Regions from separate parts of the Sus scrofa genome. Here region 2 is linked to region 1. Evidence: chromatin contacts called from public HiChIP or PLAC-seq data. All regions are on one chromosome and are shown on one strand. The core of a region is the stretch at or near the end of the contact, and the rest is flanking DNA. Distances in the headings are between cores, read along the strand shown.

Region 1 (5,342 bases), core at 100-2,599:
CTCGCTCAGATTTTGAGCAGGAGCCCAGGAGAGAAAGAGAGAGAAAGAAAGGGAGATAGATAGAAGTGAGGATGGAAATGTGGAGGGTGGGGGCAGTTCTCAGTCCTCTGGTTCACGCAGCAAAACTATTTCCCTGTCTTTCTTTGCTATACAAAAGATGGCTTTCCCCTAAACCAACACAGTAAGCAAACTTTAAAAAACTGGGGTCCTATTACAAACCAACGCCCAGCACTAACTGCTTTAAAATTACTGCATAATTAGATTTAGTTGAATTTCACCATTAATTAGGCAGCCGCACTGCAGGGAGCCTTTGAAATCTGAGAAAATGGGAAAAATCATCTGAAGCACGTTTTTTAAACCTAACTTCAATAAATCTCGACGAGGCCCGGAATTCAGAGAGAAACTCGCTCCCCTCCCAGGCGGCTGAGGGTAAGGGTCTCCAGGCCTGGGCCAGAGCTCGTATTGGACCGTAAGGGGCCATTCCCCCAGCGCCTGAGAGCTCGACCAGGGCCAAACCACTGTTTCCCCAGAGGCCCTCAGAAGACCCTCTCTGGGAGGTCAGGTCTGTTCCATGGCAGACCTCGCCTCCTCTCAAACCTATTAAAAGGGACCCCCGATGTAGAAGCGCTCCTATTAGGGGCGCCGTCCATGCCGCCTCACACATTTCTAGGACCTGCGACCCCCAGCCCGGAATCGGCCCTCGGCCCCTGCGCACCGGCAGTCAGCTCTCTGCCCCCCGCAAAGCCACCTTTCCCCTAACTTTGCCACGCAAGCAGCAAGTTGTGCCCACGTCCGGCGGGGATCGAAGCCCGGCCCCCACCCCTCAGCTCGGCGGGTGTGTGTAGGGGGTGGTCCCGGCACACCCCCTCCCCCTGCACGGCCCCTGCATTAATGAGCGCGAGAACTGACCGAGGTCTGTTAAATACTGGCCTCCCCCTCCCCTATACCATTCAAACATTTAAGATCTGTGGAGAATACAGACTTTTTCTAATTTGGTTCCTGTTGGGAGAGGAGACCTGAAATAAACTCTCCCTATTACAAGGGGGAGGGGGCGCAGAGATAAGGGGATACTGTATTACCAATATGTTCCCTACCAATTCTGCTGCTTTAATTACAGAATAATCGAGGACCGCACTCACTCGCCAGCTAGAGTTTAAAAGAGGGTTTTCTGCCTGCAGATGGAATGGCCTTTAGCCGCCCCCCCCCCTTTTCTTTTTGGTAACCAATGTGTTTTCTATTACCCGGCCCTGCCGTGCCTGGCAGCCCGGCGCTCGCGGTGCAGTGGGAGACGCCATGTTGGCTCAGCTCATAGGACCAAGTCAAAAGCGAGCTTCGAGGCAGAGTTTCACACGCTCGAGCTCCCCCTGACCGCCCCCCGCCTCCGCCCCCCGCCTGTCGCCGCTTCTTGCACATCCTAGGAGAGCAGCTCGGAGCGCCCGGCACCCCGGACTTTCCGGGGGCGCTGGCGGAATTCCGCCGCACGTAAGTGGGGGGCGGAGGCTGGGGGGCAGGCACTTTTCCTCAGCTGCTGCCAACTCCAGGCCCCGGTCCCTGCAGCCGGCCGGATGCTAACCCAGCCGTCTCCGCGGAACCAGCCCCGGACGTCTCCCGCTAACTTTGAGCCCCAGCCCCTGGCGGCCGGGAGAGAACTAATAGTGAAAGGCCGAGGCAGGGCGGCCGCGAGCCGAGCGAACAGGCTAGGAACCAGCCCCCCCCCCCCCCCGCCCCAGCTCAGTCATTCCCCAGGTTTGTTTGAAAGTGACGAGAAGCAGCGATCGCCCCTCTCTCTCTCTCCTCGGACTATTGTTGCATTTCGCGTCTAACTGGGTTCTCTCACACCCCCGAGCGCCAAGAGGAGGAGGGGGAGCGGGGTTGGGAAAAGAAATAAAGCGAGCTCAGATCAGATAGGGGGGAAAAAAAAACCCAGCAAGGAAAAAGAGACACTTAAAGGGAAAGAGTCGCCATGTTTAGCAGCTTTTTTAAAGATCTCGTCAATTTCACACAGAACGCACTCGCTGGGTCCCAGCCCTCGTCTTTTGTCCAATTCAGTCGAAGCAAAGATCTTTTGTTCTAACTCAGCGTGAAAAGAAAAACTTTCTTTAAATGCAATAAACTTAAACCAAACTCAAGACTCTAAACAGATCCTCCTCCGGCCACTCTAAACATATACAAGGGGTTTTGTTTTAACCGTTTGAAAAATTTTGGGTCCTGTTTTTCTGCCTCGCAGACCCCAAGCTCATTGCTGAAACTTAGAGTGAGAGAGAGATTTCCAACGTCTAGAACACATGCTTTAAGCAGAATAAAACAGGGACTGTCTTTTGCTTTGAAAATCATAAATTATAATTTAATGCCAATAATAATTTACAACAAATGGCTGTTTACAATAAACTAACACAAAACAAACAAGGAAAAGGGCCTGTGTTTTACTTATTAGAGAAACTTCACACACTCACATGGATAGCACTTGCAAGAGAAGAAAATAAACAACAAGCTACAAAACCTCAATCTAGAGGTCAGCGATGTTCTGCCATAAGAACATACTTATATTTATGTATGTATATATCTACAGAAAGAAGCTGAGGGTCAGATGGAGAACTCTGCTCAAATGCACAAATCAGACAGATTTTTCCGGTCTACATGTATTGACTGGAACTGAGTATCAAAGTTTAATACACTTTACAAAATGATCCTTTTCTTTCACATCCCCTTACCCACCCCCTTTTAAAATTAAACCACAACCATAGTGATGTATGATGGCGGTGGGGGTGCTGCAAAGCCTCAGTAAGAACAAAAATTGCAAGCTCCCACACACTGAGCTTCCTCTAAACCAGGAAAAGAGAAGGGGGGGGGGGAGAGACTCCAAAACAAAATAGTTACTACTTCCAAATCTGCACACCCTGTAAAGTTTCCTTCTTTCTTTCTCTTCTTTTTCTTAATTTGGCTTTTAAGGACAAAGGATCCCAAGAGCAGTACAGATTATATCTACACAATCTGAAATGTCAAAATGTCGATGTGTTTTTATGTACATAACTCCAATGGAAAAGATTCCCTTGACCTGTGGTCACGCTCTCACAGAATGAACTTGGGGGGGGGGCAGGCCAACTGCAAGTTATCATATATACATTAAAAATAAACCCTTCAGCCGCTCTAAGCTATATCACTGAATTTGAAATCCTCTCAACAACCACACTAGATGAGAACCACAGAATATTTTTAAAAATCACACTTACTTAAGGAAAAACTCATTGCAAACAACTGCCTTCTATTTACAAGGCTGTGATTAGCTTGCTTGAACGGGCTTTTGCGTAACTGTCAGAAATGTACAAAACAGTATTTTTTCCTGATCATAAAATAGATACTGATCTCAAGATTTCTAATACTTTTCACAATACCTTCCCTAAGCAGGCACTTAAGTGTGACAAATATAAGGGCCTTTTTTTTCCTGGAAAATCCATTTTTAATTAAAAGAAGGATTAGGTGAATGGGGGGTGGTTTACTATAACCGTATGGCACTTCCTAAACCATAGATAAACCATTAACTTCAGCTCCCCCCAACACACACACCCAAATTAAACAGGCAAATACACTAGTCTACCTTTGAACAAACTGGCTAAGGGGAGTAAACAAATAGAGCCCCAGGCCCAGCTTAGCGAGAGCTCACAGGGGCTTCTCCATGGAAAGACAGTGAGTGGGGACAGCCAAACAGGTTTCAGATATCAAATAATATTTTAATTTCTGAATACTTTCAATTTTCCTTGGAATATAACACACAAAGACTCGACCAAACAGTTCAGTTATTATAACTTTTACAGTATACAGAAATGTTGCACTTAAAAAAAAAAACCTTCAGTTTTTTTAAAACACAAACTGTAAACTCTAAGATACTGAATCAATCACGTTACCTATAAGTGCCAACAGTGTTATTTTGTCATGCTGATTTCAATGGTATTTTTTAAAAAGGGAAAATATCAACAATTATAATACAAAGGGTTTGCAAATATACAAACAGATATAGGATTTTCATAACAATTCAAGAACTAAGCGGGACCCAATTCAAATTACAAAAGTTCACTTTTTATTCAAAACCTCAGCATGTGTCTTGGACACATTCCTTGGCTGCCAATAAATTCCACAGTTCATTTCTCTTTCTTAAAATATTTTTAAAAAGCTAGGTTTGTCATGGTGTCTATTTTTTTTGGGGGGGGGCAGGGTAAGGGGAGTTAAGTGTTGTATGTGGTTCCTCCAGTTCTCAAATTAGAGTGCTCAACTTCACCTAAAATTTTTGGTCACCACTTGTAAGTGCGTTTCCATCATCTTTGAGTTGCCTTTTAAAGTTTTATGTCTTCCTATGATATTTTCATGGACTCAGTTTTAATTCTTGCAGAACATATATTTTAAGGATACACAGTTTTTAAGAAGCCAAGATTATATCAAAACTTATTATAGAACCACAGAATAAACTGGTTTGGAACCAGAAAAGTACAAAAAAAGAACAGCTAGAGGTACATAGACACAGGACAATTAATAATTTGGAAAAAAAAAAAAGACTTACTCTCTCCATTCTGCTAATTTTCTCCCAATCTCCTTAAATGCACTTTTAGCAATATTTTTCAAAAATTTACCAAAAAAAGAAAAAGACTAATTTCCTTTTTATACAAAAATGATAAGTAGCAAGTTGTTCTGACCGACACAGGAGTTTTTTTTTTTTTAATGCATTCTGTAAAAGTTCATTTGACAGTCTTTTTTTTTTGGAAATTCACAGTCCATTAAATTCTTCCCCTCTCTTCTTTTAGCAAACTTGTAACATCCTTTTATATCCTTTCTTAACAGAAGGAATTTAAGCAAACAAACCAGTCTTTTGCCTTTTCTTTCTCTCTGTTTCACTCCCCCTTCTCATTTTGATTTATTTATTTATTGAATTGCCATATACGGCCAGTTAAAACTGCTGCCGGACAGTAACATATCCCGGATGAGGGTTTCGATGGGGGTTTTACCTACCAAACGGACGAAAAACAATTGCTCTATGACTGAGGAGGAGACCGTGCGGAGGGAAGGGAGGCGAAGCAAAAGCTTTCCGAATCGCGTTGGTTGGTTGGGGTACTGGCTCCTAACGTATTCTTCCAAAGCACACTGGGACTTTTCCTGCAAGCTTTCCACATGGGCTACATCAGAGAGACCACAGGCATCTGGAAGAAAGTTAAAAAAAAAAAAAAAAAAAAAAAAAAAAAGAAGAAGAAGACGAAGAATTCAGTCATCAGATTAAGAGGTTGGAAATGGGTCACATGAGGTGTGTGTACAGGGCTCTGTCAAACTGCCCCAACCAGAGTTGGAGCAAATGCCTC
Region 2 (5,582 bases), core at 994-3,493, 280 kb after region 1:
GTTGCCTCACAACTCTGGAGACCAAAGTCTAAAATCAAGGTGTTGGAAGTTTTGGTTCTGTTCCAGGCCTGTCACCTTGGCCACAGGAATACATTTCTGTGTCTCTTCACATCTTCCCTCTATATGCATCTCTGTGTCCAAGTTTCCCTTTTGTATAAGGACAGCAGTCATTCTGGGTTAGGACCCATTCTGATGATCTCATCTTAACTTAATTACCTCTATAAATACAGACCGTGTCCCAAGCAAGATCCCTTTCTGAGGTACTCGGCATTAGGACTTTAACACAGGCCTTTAGGGGGACACGACTGATCATTAAGGAAATGGCATAAAAAGATTATTAAGCTAACTTTAAATTCTGTAGGAAAAAAAAAACAATTTTATCATACCTTGCTATAAAGACAAAACTGAGGAGTCAGTATAGTTTGAAAATATAAGTGATGAACCTCATGTTATTGGAGGCCACTGTATTGCAGGATAGTACTTATCTTTAAAAATACTGTAAAGAATTTTCCTGAAGAGACCACATAGACAAAAACATTTACATCTTTCTTCCAAATATCTCAAAACACTTTACCTGCCTTGTATTTATGTTTTTGTCTCAAAATTTCTGGAGTTGGATATGGGACATCCTATGGGTGACAAAATCGAAATGAATGGACGTAAGATCATTTGTTTCACATAATCTTCATTTTTTTTAAAAGCAGAAATGAATTTTTTCTCTGTGTTTGCTTTATTGGAGGTATGTGTGCTTGACTGGTTAGAGCATGAAAGAGATTATGAGATCCCAGGTCTGTTGATCTTTAAATGGATTGTATTCATGAAATAAGCAGGGTAGAGGTGTGTCTTAGAGAAGCCCAAGGATGGACCAGGCTGGGACCTGAGCCAGGTAAGGGCTTTGGCTCCCCCTCAGGGCGAAACACATTCCATGGCTGCTGTTTGCATCAGGACAGAAAGAGGAAATTTTGAAAATATATACATTTAAATAAAGATACATGTGTATCTCTTTAAATTCCCTCTACTTAACCTGATGTGTATATGTTATAAAATATATTATATAGCTATATTATAAAATATGTATAATATTGTATAATATTACACTGTCTGAAAAGAATGATGGGTTGGGAGCTGGGTTTCAGCCTCCATTCTGCGGTAGAACTTCTGAGTGACTTTAGGCAAACCCCTTAGCCTCCCCAGCACCTGCTTTCTCAGCTGCAAGATCAGAATGTTAGCTTGGATGCCCGCAAGGTCCTCTGCAACGTTACAATCTTATGGAGACTGTTCCAAGAATTAAAAGTGATTTTTTTTTAATGTGATTAACTCCTAATGCTGAATCAGCCCTTAAAGAACAGTAAATCGGCAACCTTGTCCCTGACTTGTTCGTTTAGGAAGACTTGTATGGGGAGGGGTGGAGGGATAGGGAACATCACTGTTTTTTAAAAAAGAAAGAAAAATGCAGAGTTCTTCAAGACACCTAGCGCTGACCTTCTCACCTGGCCCATCAGCTGCCTTTCCACCTCCCCGCCTCTCCCCTCCTCAGCTTCCACTCCTGGAATAACCATCAGCTCAGCAGAGGGCTGGCCAGGACAGCCGCGGTTTTTAGGTTACGGATTCCAAAAGCAGGAGAGTAAAAACGTCTGCACCCGGAGTTTGCCTCTTCTGAACAGTTTCCCCGATCGTTAAATGAAGGGAAGTTAGGAGGAGCGGGCTCGAGGACTGGACTGTTTAAACAGAGGCCCCTTTATCTGCTTCACCCCCTACCGCAGGGCAGCCTCCGTGAGTTATCAGAGTGTCATTAAACGGGGACAGCTGCTGGTAAACAAGGAGGATGTCGACGACACCAGCGCCTCCGTCAACAGGAATTTCACTTTAATCTGTCCCTTGCTTAAAGAAACACCCCTCTCTTTCTCTTTCTAGCGTGCATCATTTATTTATCTCCGTCAACGCGCAGATAGAAGGCTGGTACTGGCTCCGGAAAGCCCCCTGGGATAGAAAATTAATAAGGTGCTAGGGACATTCACCTTAGGTCAATTCGAGGGGACGCGGAGAGAAATGAGAACTTGCCCAGGAGTTCCCTGCTTAGCTGGAAACCGATCCTACATATTTATAAAGGTGAAACTGGAGGGCTGCCAAACGCCTGCATTTAAGTGATTAACAAATGTTTCTCTTTAAGTGGACACCTCTTGTTCTAAATATATTTGACAAGAATGCAAAGAGTCATCTGGAGGGCGGAAAGGGCACAGCTCTGGCCTTCTCTTGCGAGGCCAGCAGGATCGCAGGCCTGGCCCCGGCCGGCGCGCTCCCCGCCCGGTGCCAGCCGAGTTCACGTCGCCGGCGGGCAGGCTGCCAGCGCCAGCGGCTCCCCGCTGTTTAACGACAATGGATTTACTGCTTCTCTGCATATTGGTGTTATTTTGTATAAACAAGGTTAACACTCCTTTTAAATTAAATGCACCACCTGGTGACTGAATGGGTGACCTTGCCAGCTCTTTTCACCTGGCTGGGAGAAGCCCAGGCTCTCTCTCTGATATCAACCCGGAGCTCTCCTAGGAATCTCAATCCTTCCTTATTTAAATTGGGTTTCTGGAGGCAGCCTGCCGATCCCTTGCGCTAGGAGGCCAGCAACGAACCCAGGTACTAGGTGAGCGGGGCAGGTGCGCCCCATCCCGCCATCTTGCACCTTGCCCGCAGGTCGGATCCAGGCCGGGTTCGGCCCTGCAAGGCTGCCGCAGCACAACTCCGGGGACCGCCCTGGTGGGTCCGGCAGTTGGTATTACAGGAGAGTGACAGGCAGCCTTGCGGGCCCTGCCAAGACTGCCTCCGAAAGAGGGATCTCCAGAGGGGGCAACACCGTGAAAAAGGTTCTTTGTGTTTCACTCTAGCGTGGTATTGATCTAATATAGTGCTCGGCACTCTCCCCACCCTCTAGGAATTTGAACACCTGGAAAAATTTTCCCGGCTTTACATTTGAGGAAATTTAATGGTGTAAACAAACTCAGCAGGAAGCCCCCTTTGATATGAAAAGGCAGAGATCTGTGTTGCGGAGCTGAACTGGCTTGAAACGACTTTGCCTGGGAATGGCCATTCTGCAAACAGTTTAAAGATGGCTTGGAGTGGTTTAGGGAAATTTAGACAGCACTGTTTTGGAAGCATCTAGAAATTTCCAACAAAATAAACTTTAGCTACTCCTTTAATTAAAGGCATCTTCTCACCTCCTCCTTGCTATTTGCCACCTGAATTCCAGCAGAATTATTTACTGTTTCATTTTACCTTGAATTCTAGACCTGTTTGTCAGCCATATTGCTGTGCAAATAAGAAGATCCAACCTGGAGAGGTGCTGTGACTCTGTCAGAGTCCCTTGATCCAGAATCCAAGGCTGCAGGCCTGGAAGTCCCATGTGGTCATTGTTGCTATTGTTGTCATGTTGTGAAGGAATTCTGCCCCATCTACCCAGAGTATATTGCATGAGCTATCGATGCTGGAAATTTGTTTATATTCTTAGTAGCACAGAAATAACTGGTCATATAGCTTTTTTCTCTTACTTTTTCCCTGCTGTCTCCCATGGTGGATGGAAATTCCCAGGCCAGGTGTTCAAGGATAGAGTCCAGTGGGAGCTGTGATCTGTGCCACAGCGGCAGCAATGCTGGATCCTTAACCCAGTGCCTGGGCTGGGGATTGAACTGGCACCTCCAGAGAGACAAGCTGGATCATTAGGCCCACCACTCTACAGTGGAAACTCTTGCTCAAATAGCTTCTGCTTAGGGTTTTCTTAGTAGCTCACATTGGAATCATGGAAATGACTCTACAATTAGTGATAGAATTTTAATTGGTAAAACTAACAATTTTATAAAGATTTTATTAAAATTAAGTCTAAATTCAGATTTATTAATACTTTTCAACATTTGAGGTAAAACACGCCATTTTTTTCCCCTTAAAATGTACATTTTGTGTGTGTGTGTGTGTGTGTGTGTGTGTGTGTGTTGGGGGGGAGGGATATAAAACAACTTAACATTCATAAAATCCATTGTTCATAAGTTATAGCTTGTTTTTTAATGTCATTAAATGTTTAGTGTGGACAGATTGGTTTTGGGGAACACAAAAGTGAATAAAGCACCATCAGGAACTTGATTAGTTAAGGACACAGGGAATGGATATATACATAAAGAACCACTGTGGTTGAAGGGAGCACAATGCAAAAGGTACAGAACTCTGGGCATCCAAGGACCTTCACAGAGCAGGTAGTGCTGCATTCTAGGCAATTTCTTTGTGTTGTTGTGAAACAAATTGGAATAGAAAGATATTTACCTTCACTCATATAGTGATTACTATTTGCCAGGCGTTCTCTAAACTGCTTGGCGTAAATCCCCATAGCACCCTTATAAAGCAGGAACGATTATCGATTCCCCTTCATATGTAAAAAACTGAAGTGTAGAGAAATTAAGTAATTTGGTCACAAGGAAGGAATTCAAACTCAAGCAATCAGGCTTTAGTGGGTTGTGTTCTGCTGCCCCTCTTTGATTCCATGGGCTTTGGATTGACCTTGCTATATATTACTTTCTTCCTTTCAAAACAGTTTATCTTCTAGGAACTAGCTATCCCACAGGGGATAAACTTTGAAAAATTATTCATTGCCAAGCATTATTATGGGCTTTATATACAATCATCTCATTACCTTTCCCCTAAAACCCTGTGAAATAGATATTTCCTCACTTTACAGATAAAGGACCATTCTTCATCATCATGGTCAGAAACATCATCAACTTTATCTTCCTTATATGAAATAAACTTATTGAAACTAAATCCAGTGAGTATTGGAGGTATAAGATTTTCTAGGACAGCAAAAACTTCAAATATTCTTTTCTACCATAAGGCCAAATTCCCAAGTTTCGGGTGTAAAGACATAAGGCACAGAAACTGTCATAGTAAACACACAGCAAACAGGATAGGCCCATAGAGAAATGAACATCTTTACAAAACAAGGGGATTTTGCAAAGAAATTAGAGCAAAAGTTGTAAGGGGGAATAAAGACAGAGAACTGGGCTCTCAGGAATACAAGAGGTGACTTTTAGTTAGTCCTAAAGTGGCACTTCCTTAGGGAAAATCAGTTTCTGTTAACTTCTGGAAGCTGCTTTCAGAATAGGAAGCAAATTATTTCACAATAAAAGATTTTTTTTCTTGGACTATTCATGACTCTGACCCCCATCCTCCTCTTTGTCTCGCTGCAGCAAGTACCTCCCTCTCACCCACTCTTTTGTTCGGAAAGATCCAACCACTTCTCTGAGTCTCAAACCAGAGCTCAAATTGGAACCATGGAATATTTGCTAACCTAAACCAGGTTAGGAAATGAAGAGGTGTTGGCTGGTCAGTGTTTGGTTTTATTACAGTGATTTTAAGACATATCTACCAGTTTTTATAAAACTATAATTATATAAATTAATATTATATAAAATAATATTACATACTAATAAAGAAAACTAGGAAGAAAACAAAAACTTATTGAAAAGTCCATTATTGCAAATATTTTGGCATTATTTCTTCCAGTCTTTTTAACTAAGGCATGTGAAGAAAAAAATGCATGATTAGGA

Evidence for each region. HiChIP or PLAC-seq counts read pairs in DNA pulled down with a chosen protein or histone mark.
Region 2: an H3K27ac HiChIP or PLAC-seq map of skeletal muscle shows a contact between it and region 1. The contact joins two enhancer-like sites. A contact is called at or near these places in 3 of 47 Hi-C or Micro-C datasets (embryonic fibroblasts, fetal heart ventricle and liver) and 1 of 2 datasets of contacts at active chromatin or transcription factors (skeletal muscle).

Annotation. Positions count from the first base shown.
Region 1 is chr7:83,073,797-83,079,138 of Sscrofa11.1, forward strand. NR2F2 (nuclear receptor subfamily 2 group F member 2) reads right to left here. Exons shown (of 3, transcript NM_001190253.1): 3 at 3,708-5,186. The coding sequence ends at 4,912. Among named protein-coding and RNA genes, the nearest start is that of NR2F2, 14 kb to the right of the region's middle. Within about 2 kb of position 1,350, at least 42 of the 83 cell types and tissues checked have an H3K27ac peak or open chromatin away from gene starts, as enhancers often do. A contact at or near this core is called in liver and skeletal muscle, where this site is marked.
Region 2 is chr7:83,351,823-83,357,404 of Sscrofa11.1, forward strand. No RefSeq gene overlaps it. Among named protein-coding and RNA genes, the nearest start is that of NR2F2, 260 kb to the left of the region's middle. Within about 2 kb of position 2,244, at least 29 of the 83 cell types and tissues checked have an H3K27ac peak or open chromatin away from gene starts, as enhancers often do. A contact at or near this core is called in liver and skeletal muscle, where this site is marked.